Linked DNA regions of Sus scrofa: region 2 is linked to region 1. The links are chromatin contacts, called in public promoter capture Hi-C maps. All regions are on one chromosome and are shown on one strand. Each heading gives the region's core, a stretch centred on a gene start, on an enhancer-like site or on the middle of the called end of the contact. The rest is flanking DNA. Distances are from core to core; before and after follow the strand shown.

The links. Promoter capture Hi-C pulls out the DNA fragments that hold promoters and counts their contacts.
Region 2: a promoter capture Hi-C map of liver shows a contact between it and region 1, with 2.6 times the contacts expected there. The contact joins the enhancer-like site here to the promoter of FNDC3B in region 1. A contact is called at or near these places in 2 of 5 promoter capture datasets (liver and skeletal muscle), 8 of 47 Hi-C or Micro-C datasets (embryonic fibroblasts, fetal heart ventricle, heart right ventricle and 3 more) and 2 of 2 datasets of contacts at active chromatin or transcription factors (alveolar macrophages and skeletal muscle).

What each region holds. Positions count from the first base shown.
Region 1 is chr13:110,584,623-110,589,533 of Sscrofa11.1, forward strand. FNDC3B (fibronectin type III domain-containing protein 3B) reads left to right here and starts at 2,842. Exons shown (of 26, transcript XM_021069801.1): 1 at 2,842-3,058.
Region 2 is chr13:110,674,136-110,679,046 of Sscrofa11.1, forward strand. The region is part of intron 2 of FNDC3B (fibronectin type III domain-containing protein 3B); the gene reads left to right. Among named protein-coding and RNA genes, the nearest start is that of FNDC3B, 89 kb to the left of the region's middle. Within about 2 kb of position 2,111, at least 16 of the 83 cell types and tissues checked have an H3K27ac peak or open chromatin away from gene starts, as enhancers often do. A contact at or near this core is called in liver, where this site is marked.

The DNA of each region.
Region 1 (4,911 bases), core at 1,592-4,091:
GAGTGAGGCCAGGGATCAAACTCATATCCTTATGGAGACTAGTGGAATTTGTTACCACTGAGCCACAATGGGAACTCTGAGATTGTTTAAATGCTAATTTCAAATATGTTAAAATTTCATTTCTTTTGTTACAAGTTATCTGTGGTCAGGAAGTATGACCTTGAACCTTTTATTTATTTAAATTTTTAAATAAGACTCAGCCTACATTGCATAGTTGATAGAAGACTTTACAAGTCTGTATATTTTGATATTGGCCTTAACTTCTGCTCTCATTTGGATGTTAATTTTTGTACTTAAGCAAGTCCTAAGCTGCTTTTGGAGCAAAGTTAAGACTATGTTTCTATAATTTAGGATCTAGGGTGGCAGATGATGTGAGTTGTCAACAGCAGACAGTAATACTCATTGCCTTAGTTTGGGGTCCTCTTTCCTGTTTGTGGAATCACCTCTCTGGCCTAAGACTTCATCATCTCCCACATGGATTCAGGGCATGCCTCTCTGACGTGAACCTTGTTCTATAGCCTGCTGCCAGAATAATCAACTTTGAAACCTACTTCAATCACTTCATGCCTTTATAACCTCACAGTGATTTCTCATTGCACTAAATTTAAATCCCTCAACATGTAGTTGGGAGCCTTTTCAAAAGTTTTGCTCCAGGAAAGGCGTCTTCATCCATTCATCCATTTATTCAAGGAGGAACCAGTATTTATTTATTGAGTATCAGGTGCTTGAGTGTTTTACTTCTCACAACAACCTAGCAGGAAGTCAGTATCACCACTTAAAAAGTAAATGACCCAGGCTCAGAGAACTTAAAAAACTCGCCCAATGTTACTGGCTTTTGTGTAATTATAATTTCCTTGCTTTTCCCACTACACCATACTTCCTCTCATTTTGGAAACATTTAATGTGTTTCTATTCTCTGTCAAAACTGATGCTAGATATTAGGGTAAGAAGACAAATGACATACTGAGGTTATATACCTACGAACATACATTTTAAATTTTAAGGCATTTTGTATCATCGATTCTTCATAGAACTAATTTGGCCTAGTGGAAGAAATTGGGAGATCTAATTCTGTCTTCTGAATTTCTCTTGTCTACTTTTACCTCCTTGGCCAAGCATGTATCTCTATACTTGAATTCAAACTTCTACCCTCTGAAGTTTTTCCTTTTACCTAGTAATTCAGGTTCTTCTACATACTTTAGAATTAATTTATTCAACAACATTTATAAGGGGGTCACTATATTCAAAGCACAATGCTAGGATGATGCTGGATATACAAAAATGAACGAGATCCAGTCAAGTGGAAGAGATACATACTAACTTTAGAGCAATGTGAGAACTGAAAAGAATTTTGAGATTGTGGGGAAAAGAGCTGTGAGGCTACAGGAAGGGAGGGAGTGATCAAAGATGAGGAAATGATCTTCAGAGAGGCTAGAGGAAAAAGTATGCTTCAGACAGAGGGGCAGAGGTGATTAAAATATATGAATTCAGCTGGATTGGAGGCCAGGGCTCAGGAACAAGTGAGACACTGAGGCAGGAGCTGGAGAACCTCTGCTTCCCCACAACTCTTCCAATGCAGAACTATGACCTAGGATTGGAACCATGTTCTAGAAAGATGGCTTCAAGACACCCTTTGCGAATATTTGGGGAAAGAAGCTGGTTAGGATTTATAAGCCAGGGAGGACCCCACTTGTCTGGATTTGCCATTATCCCCCTCATCTCCAAAAAAGAATTGCAAATTCCACAGGGAAAGGAGCTATTTCTCAGTATTCTTTTATATTCTTCTGGCTTTAATGCAGTACTTTGTACAATAACTTTATTTGATAAATGGTTGTTATATATTTTTTAGGTCAATGAGAGTAATAGGTTGCCTCCTGGTTACTACCTACTTCTGCTTTGTAGGCTAACAATTGAGGCTAAATGTGATTATTTCGAATACCTGGGAAGCTAAAAAGGAAGGTGGCCTCTCTGGGATAACTTCTACTTGTTTCCCTGGATAATTTGAAAGGTGGGATGGGATGCAGTCTGATAACCATTTTGAGTCTGTACGACAGGATACATGACTTTTTTTGTTCTTTTTTCTTTCTTCGGGCCGCACCTGCAGCCTATGGAGGTTCCCAGGCTAGGGGTGAATCGAAGCTGTAGCTGCCCGCCTCTGCGACGGCAACGCCAGATCTGAGCCATGTCGGCAACTTACATCATGTTCACCGCGTTGCCAGATCCTTAACCCACTAAGCGAGGCCAGGGATGGAACCTGCCTTCTCATAGATGCTAACCAGATTAGTTTCCACTGAGCCAGGGCAGGAATTTCTGAGACATGACATTTGACTTAATATAAACTTAGCAATTACTTAATGAAAGCTGTTGTGGCCTTCGCGTTGTTCTATGTTTGATACAGAAATACAGATATGAATAAAGAGTCTCTGCTCTTGTGAGCGCATATTGGGTACTGAACTTTGATATAATCTGTTCACGCTGTATAAACCATATGAACAAAGTTCTATGGGAAACAGAGAAGGGAGGTGACAAAATAGCTCACAAGGTTGTGGGGATTTTTAAAAAAGTTAATACATGAAAAAATGTCAGTCTCAACTCTGATTATTACTTAGCAGACACTGCATTTATATTGATGTTGCAATCATTTGCAGAACATGAAGTCTTCGCCTTTCAGGAGTTGCTCGTTCCCTAAGCCTTTACGTTATTCTGGCTGAACCAAAAAGAGTTTTAGGATAGTTATGCAGGCCTAGTGGGGAAGGAGGATCCCATAGTTCCTGCGAATCTTTACTTAAAACGGCGGTTATACTCGGCAGATTACGGCAGTGGGCGGGCCTCAAATCCCCATGTGGTCCCGACATCATTGACATGGCGGAATCCCCCATCTAACCCTCCTGGTAGTTATTTGAGCGGCGGCTGCGGCCGGAGGCGGAGGAGAGCGGTGGCGGCGGCGGCGGCGGGAGCAGCAAAGGGGCGGCAGGGATCCTCGGGGCTGGCGGCTGGGAAGGCGTGGTAGACCCGGTGTGTGGCGCGCCCGGAGCCCCGCGTTTCAGCCCGAGGGAAGGTAAGGCGTGCAGGAGCAGGAGACTGGAGGGGATCCGGACCCCGCGTCTCAGCCGCTGGGGTCCCAGCGCGCTGGAAAGCCCCAGCCGGACGCTGAGTCCGCCAAAGTGCTTGCCTGTCCCGGAGCGCTCCGGGCGCGCCAGACTTCCCGAGAAAACTTGGCGCCAGAGTGCCTGAGCGCCCCGCGCTCCTCTGGGCACCCCGGGAACACGGGGCCCAGGAGGGGGTCGGCCTCCCCTTTGGGGCCGCGTCTTACTGGGCTCCGGGTCCCCGCTCGTCCCCCCAGCTGGTGAAGGCTTGGAGGAAGGAAAGAAACGGGTAGATTCTTCTTGATCGGGGAAAAAATATCTGGGCAGTGGCTCCCGGGCTTTCCCTCCCCCCCTCGCCCTCCCCAGCCTTCCCAGCAGATTTTGTCCGAGGAATCCGCTCCCCCTCCCGGAATCTCCGCGGCAGGAACGCTGCCCAGGAGGGGGAGGGCGGGCGGAGAGGCCGAGGAATCTTCGACGTGTCACTTTCTGAGGCTGTAGATTTCCATATGGTAAAGGGAGGAGGGCGGGCGTGCAAAGAGGGGCTAGAAGTTGGGGCCGCCTCTCTGCGCCAGGCGGGGCGGGCCAGGACCTCCGACCCTTGGATGCACACAGGGAGGGTCCCGAGCCCGCACCGGCCCCCCGCCCAGGCCAGGCCTCCCCGGGACACTCCCCGCCTAGCCGCTGGCCACCTCAGTGCGCGCCACGTCCTCCCTCCCCGTCCTGCCCCCCGGGCTCCCCCCGGGCTGGGGGCGGTAACCGGCGGCCGCGGCTGGACTCGGCGAGCCTAGAGGCTGGAAGCTCGGGCGGGGGAGTGGGGCACGGCGGGAAGGAGCGGGCGACCCGGTGTGTGGGCCAGCGTAGCTCCGGTCAGTGGGTCACCCCAAGGGGCGCCCGGGCCGGGGGTGGGGCGGGCGGGAGGAATCCGCGCCCCGAGGCGGCCGGGAGGGGTGCGCGGACCGTCTGGTGCTCTCGGCGCGGCGGGGGCCTGCCGGCGTGGGAAGGGCCTGTCATTCTGGGCGAAAGTGGGGCCTCCGGCTATGCCCGCGAAGTTTCCCAAAGGTCCGGTCTGGGCGCCCGGTGGGATCCGGAGCACCCGGGCCCAGTGTCCCTGGAGACGGGGCTGGGCTGCCTGGCGGCGCCGTTGGCGGGAGGCTTCCAGGAGTGCGCGGTTGGGGTTGGAGCTTTTCGAACCTCACCACCTACTCTGCTGTTCCTGACGGAGGGAAAGCAATGGCAGTTTATCCAGACATTACCGTTTGCGGACTTTCTTGAAAGGAAAAACTTTAATTTCTGTTCTCTTCAGTCCAGCAAGTTCTTGAAACAAAATTTGGAATTTGGCTGCGATGGGCCGACGCTGGGGCCCCAGATCCACGCGTTTCTCTCTCCATCCCTGTTAGTTTCTAATCTCCCTCCCTCTCTTCCACACAGGCTTAATCATATTTTGGAACGGGCGAAGTCTTTTGTTGGGTGGGCACCCCCCTGATGGCTTGTCTGTTTATTTTTTAATGTGCAGTTAATTTGATTTGAATTTCCTCCAGCTTCCAGGCCCTGCTAGGGAAAGCTAAGGAAGAGGGAATATATCACCCCCACCCCTCTTTTTTTTTTTAAACTGGAGAGAGGTGGGGCATTGGGAAAAGGGGAGGCACAGTGGTTGTGGGTAAAGAGAGGGAGCAGACAGACCCGGAAGAAAAGGAATCTGCTCTGGAATAACACTTTTTTTTTTTTTGAGGCTTCAGGCCTTGGGCAAAAATGCACGCTCTGGGGGGGAAAAAAAAAAAAAAAGGCACCACTGTTCTGATTTCTACTGCCTGAGTTGCTCTTCTCT
Region 2 (4,911 bases), core at 861-3,360, 89 kb after region 1:
ACAGAACTGTTCTGAGGTGGGGCCTGCCTGCCTCTGCAGTCTCACCCTTACCCCTCTGTTGTGTGCATACGCGCACGCCATTATAGCTGCTTTGGAATTCTCTAGCACATTGGAATTCTAACTGTATCCATCATACCAATCAGGCCTCCATGCATGTGCTGTGTGCTTGTTATTTTAGTTATCCTCTTATCCCCCCTTTAAATGTCACTCCCAAATATAACTTTCCCTGATTTCTTGATGGTTTCTTCAGTTTTCACAGCACTTTATAGCAAATAATCATGTTTTATTACAGTTAATTTTATTTTCTACTCTTGCACCAATGGGTTGAATTTCATCTTTCTCATCTTAGAATCATCAGTGCTTAATAAAGTGCTTGGCATGTAGTAACTACTCAGCAAATGTTTATTGAATGATCAGAATTTCAATATATGCATTAATGGAGTTCCCATTGTGGTTCAGTGGGTTAAGACCCTGGTGTAGTATCCATGAGGATGCAGGTTGGATCCCTGCCCTTACTCAGTGGGTTAAGGATCCAGTGTTGCCTCAAGTTGCAGTGTAGGTTGCAGATGCAGCTCGGATCTGGTTTTGCTATGGCTGTGACATATGCCCCAGATGCGGCTCTGACTCAGCCCCTAGCCTGGGAACTTCCATGTGCCGCAGGGGCAGCCATAAAAAGGAAAAAAATTGCATTAGGTATAGATTTAAATAAGTATAGTATAGTCAATGCAAAGGCGAGACCTGCATAAGTGATGATAATATACTGTGCAGCGGTGGAGAGGGTCAGAGGTCTCTTCCACAAAACCCTTCTAAAATCGTAAAATATTATGTATTTGTATTTATTTCTAGTTTTATATTGGTTGAAACAAAATGTAAGGCACTAGTAGTTTAATTTTAATCAGTTAAGAGTATAGTAATAGAAAAGTTAACTCTAGAATGTTTAATGACAAAATATTGGGAACTGATTTCCTGTTACTTATAGGGATGATAACGTTCTTCATGGGCATGTTATTTCTTGATTATGTCTTAGAGGGAAGAATAGCATTAAGTGAATGACATGACCAACATTCAAATGGGTGTTAAAAATAGTAGAGTATTGGGAATATAGGCAGTTCAATATGTCTCTTCACTGGTCTTGAGTTATATGTTGAGGTTCAGTGCACAGCTTGCCAGAAATGTGTGACATTAATTAGCACATCAGCATGGATCATGTTGCTCTGTCTCAGTCAATCAAAACCAGACATGAGGTAGCTGAATCTAAATGAAGGGAGACATGCAAGATGCAGTGTGCAAAGCTCGTTCCAGGTAGGGCTTATTAGCTGAAAAGTGGCCTGAGTTGCTGACTCCCCATTAGTGTGGCCAAAGCCCAGCTTGGGGACATGGGGAGCATGGACAGAATTGAGGGGTAGAGAGGGGTTTTACCTCATGTGGCGGACATTTTTAACAAAGATTGACCCTGAAACAGTGATGGCAGAAACCAGACTTTGTTCTCAGTGAACATCATTTTCAGCTAGAGGAGGAAAAATTACCTTTTTGATCCTCAACAGCTCTGTGGAAAATGTATTTAATACAATGAAAAAATATTGATTTAAATAAAGATAATCCTACTCCAAATGCACAAGGATATTTGGTAGCAGCTATTCTTAGCCATGGAGAAACCACATTTATATGAAATTTTGGTTTTTTATGTTGTTGGTTTTTTTATCTTGAAAGTCCTGTAGTTGAAACTTTAGAGATAAGCATTTGTGGCTCTCTTAAAAAAAAAAGCTTTTAACCCAGTTTGGGCCATCTCTATTACATTTTGCATTTTTTCCATTTAAGTTAATGCTGTATTTTTATTCTTAGCAAATAGGTCCTTTTGTAATAGAGTCTCTTTATTCAGGGAAAAATACAATAGAGGGAGTAGAAATGTATAACATCTTAGAAGCTGCCATTATATTTTCTTTATAGCCCTTACCACTATCTGTAGATGTTTTATTTTTGTTTAAAGGATTTGCCACCCCTATCCCCTGCAAAGCTCCCTTTGTCAGCATGTGGTAGGCAGAACTTTGTGTTGTCTAAGGTTCTGTTTTGTAGCCGGAGGAATGCCTGGCCCATTCTAGACACTCATTAACATTTTCTGAATGAAGACTGAGTGTAGTAGTTGTTGGGCTGCACCCTGCAGGTCTGTAAGCCCTGTGCTTGCCTCTTCAAGACTGAAGAAATAGCCCAGAGTCAGAGACAGACATCAGTGGGTTAATGGATAGGGGGATCTTTTAAGTCTGAAGCAGGACTGGGCTGCAATCTTCATGTGCATGGCAGGTGGTGCAGATTGGCAATCGGAGGGGGAATTGAGGTCAGGCTGGCTCCTCACCGTCCCTTTGATAAGAACAGGCACTTGCTGGGGCCTGGGGCAAGTGTGTAGAAAGGTCAGTCCTGTGAGTAGGGTGTAGGTGAAGCTGGGGAGGTACAGAGAGCTAGAAAACAGCCACCATGAATATCCTGGCCACCCAGAGGTAATTCTTCTAAAGACACTTATATCATGAAATACAATTATTGACCTCATTTGAATGTACAGTTTACCCTTGAAGAGCACAGGTTTGAACTGCATGGGTCCATGCACATGCAGATTTTTTTTTTTTTCTAATACGTACCATGGTACTATACCTTCTGAAGTTGGTTGAATCGGAGGATGTGGAGAGTGGACTGTAAAATTACATGTAGATTTTCAGCTGTGAAGAGGGCTCAAGGTCAAGGGTATATTTTCAGCAGGCACTGGTTGATTTCAGTGCATAAAAATAGTCTCTTTGGTTCATCTAATTGCTTTTTCCTTAGTTACGTATTAATCCATTCCTGTCTTTTTTTGTCAATGACAGGTGGCTTTTGATAGCATAGAGGCGTACGACCCAGTATTCTCTGGAGTCTTTTATTTTTCCTATGCCTATTATTGGGCCACGAGAAGTGGCATCTAGTGATTATGATAAGCAAGTGATTAGCTTACTGGTTTCTAGGGGAATTCAAGGACTCGACAAGGACTTTATGAGAATAAATGCTGCCCAATACAAAAACAACTGTCTTGTTGTTAGTTAAGGGATGGATTCTCCTATTACCTAAATGCCATCCTGGGAGAAAGGGGCTCTGTCTTAGGAAGTCAGCATAGATTTTTTAGAAGAGAACTTGTCCTCAGTCTTTGGGGATATGCCTTTGACCCAGTTGAATGTATTCTCTCCTTATAGTCATTTACTGAAGTGTCTCCATAGAGAACTGACTCTGTGAAACCCACATCTATTGTGGAGGGGGGAAGATGTGTGGTAGAAGAGAAAAGCATGTAGTTTGGTCAGACAGAGCTGGATTCCAGTGCTGGCTCAGTCATTTTGTATTTTGTGACTTTGTACAAGTTACTTATCCTCTTTAAGCCTGAGTTTCCCCATCTCTAAAATCTGGATGTTCTTGTGCCTTGACACAGTGTGTAAGTAAGTACCAGTGGGGGCTCCCTTGTCTTGTATGTCCTGCCCTTACATGAAACTCTTCTGCAGCTTTTAGGTTGTATAATTTTTCCCCCCAAAGATATCTGTTGGATAATCATAAATGCTGGCTCTAAATGAGAATGTTCATTCATACATGAAACAGCTAAGACAGCTTCACAGAACATGGCAAGTGGGAAAAGCTCTGGAAGTGAAATGGGATCTCCTCTCCTAGCACAGTTTATGTCTTGATTGCCTGGGTATGGGATTTAACTTTGCAGAATGATGCAGATGTTAACATTTCATCTTTGGTTCCTCAGTACTGCTTTCCCAGCAGAAGCTTTTGTGATGGACACATATATGTGGCAGTAATTGTTTACTCAGATGGCTGGTAGTATTTCGTTTGAGGTAAAAATTAGGAATTTGCCTCCAGGAGAAGTCTTAGGTACTGTTGATCTTGTGGTTAATCATTAATGAGTTAAAAAGAGTTATATTTAGATTTATACCTCTAAGGAAAGATGTGTTATACCTGTTTCAGTTGTTTTGTTGGGTAAAGCTTTCCCAGGATACAGTGTTTAGCCTTTTGCTTAATTAGGTTAATTCTACCTCGTTTTATTATTTCTGTGGACTTTGGAAGAATGGTCACTTATTTTTCATTAAGTCTTAATAAATTTCTTTTGCTTATTTCAGGCTGCTTGGTTTGTATAGCACTAACAGATTTGAAACAGAGCTGATGAAGCAATAGTAGTCTGAAGTATGCTCTTATGATTTGATTAACATAGTTTGGTTTTAACATCTCTGGGGGAAAAATATATCAGAGGTTAAAATCTTTGTTCTTTTTTTTGCCCTCCTGACAAGACACAGAATACAGCATGACTTGTTTTAATGCTGACTTTGGAAAAGCAGGAAATGCTTACTGAGTATACAAAAAATGATGAGGTTTGGACAGTGATATTATGTTTTATATTCTGTATTTAAGAGAACGTGTAACTGTTATGTCTGCTTTGTGGCTAAAAAGAGAAAGAAGGAGGGAAGGAAGAAGAGAAGGGTGAAAGAGGGGGTGGAGAGAGAGAAAGATTGAAAGAGAGTGCTATTCAGAGAAAGAGAGAGACAGACGGACTGATAGACTTGTATATGAAAGGTTACGTGCCAAGGAGCCTGCCAGAGTGTGACTCATGCTCCTCAAGGCTGCGTGATGCAAGGCCTACTGCCGCCATCTCATTCATATCTCTGGTCAGGGACAGATCACTGGGCTGTCAAAACTTTATTTTTATCTCTCCTTTATTGACAATGAAAACAGCAAGGTGGTCCGTCTGTCTCTGCATAATAAAATGCTTTCTTTAAAAATATCTCAATGCCAGGATGAATACAGTTTGCTTAAATAATGGCTTTTGCTCTTACTAAGAAAAATTGATATTGGGACACAGGAGATTTGCCTGGTTTCTGAGGTAACTTGGTAGATTATAATCTG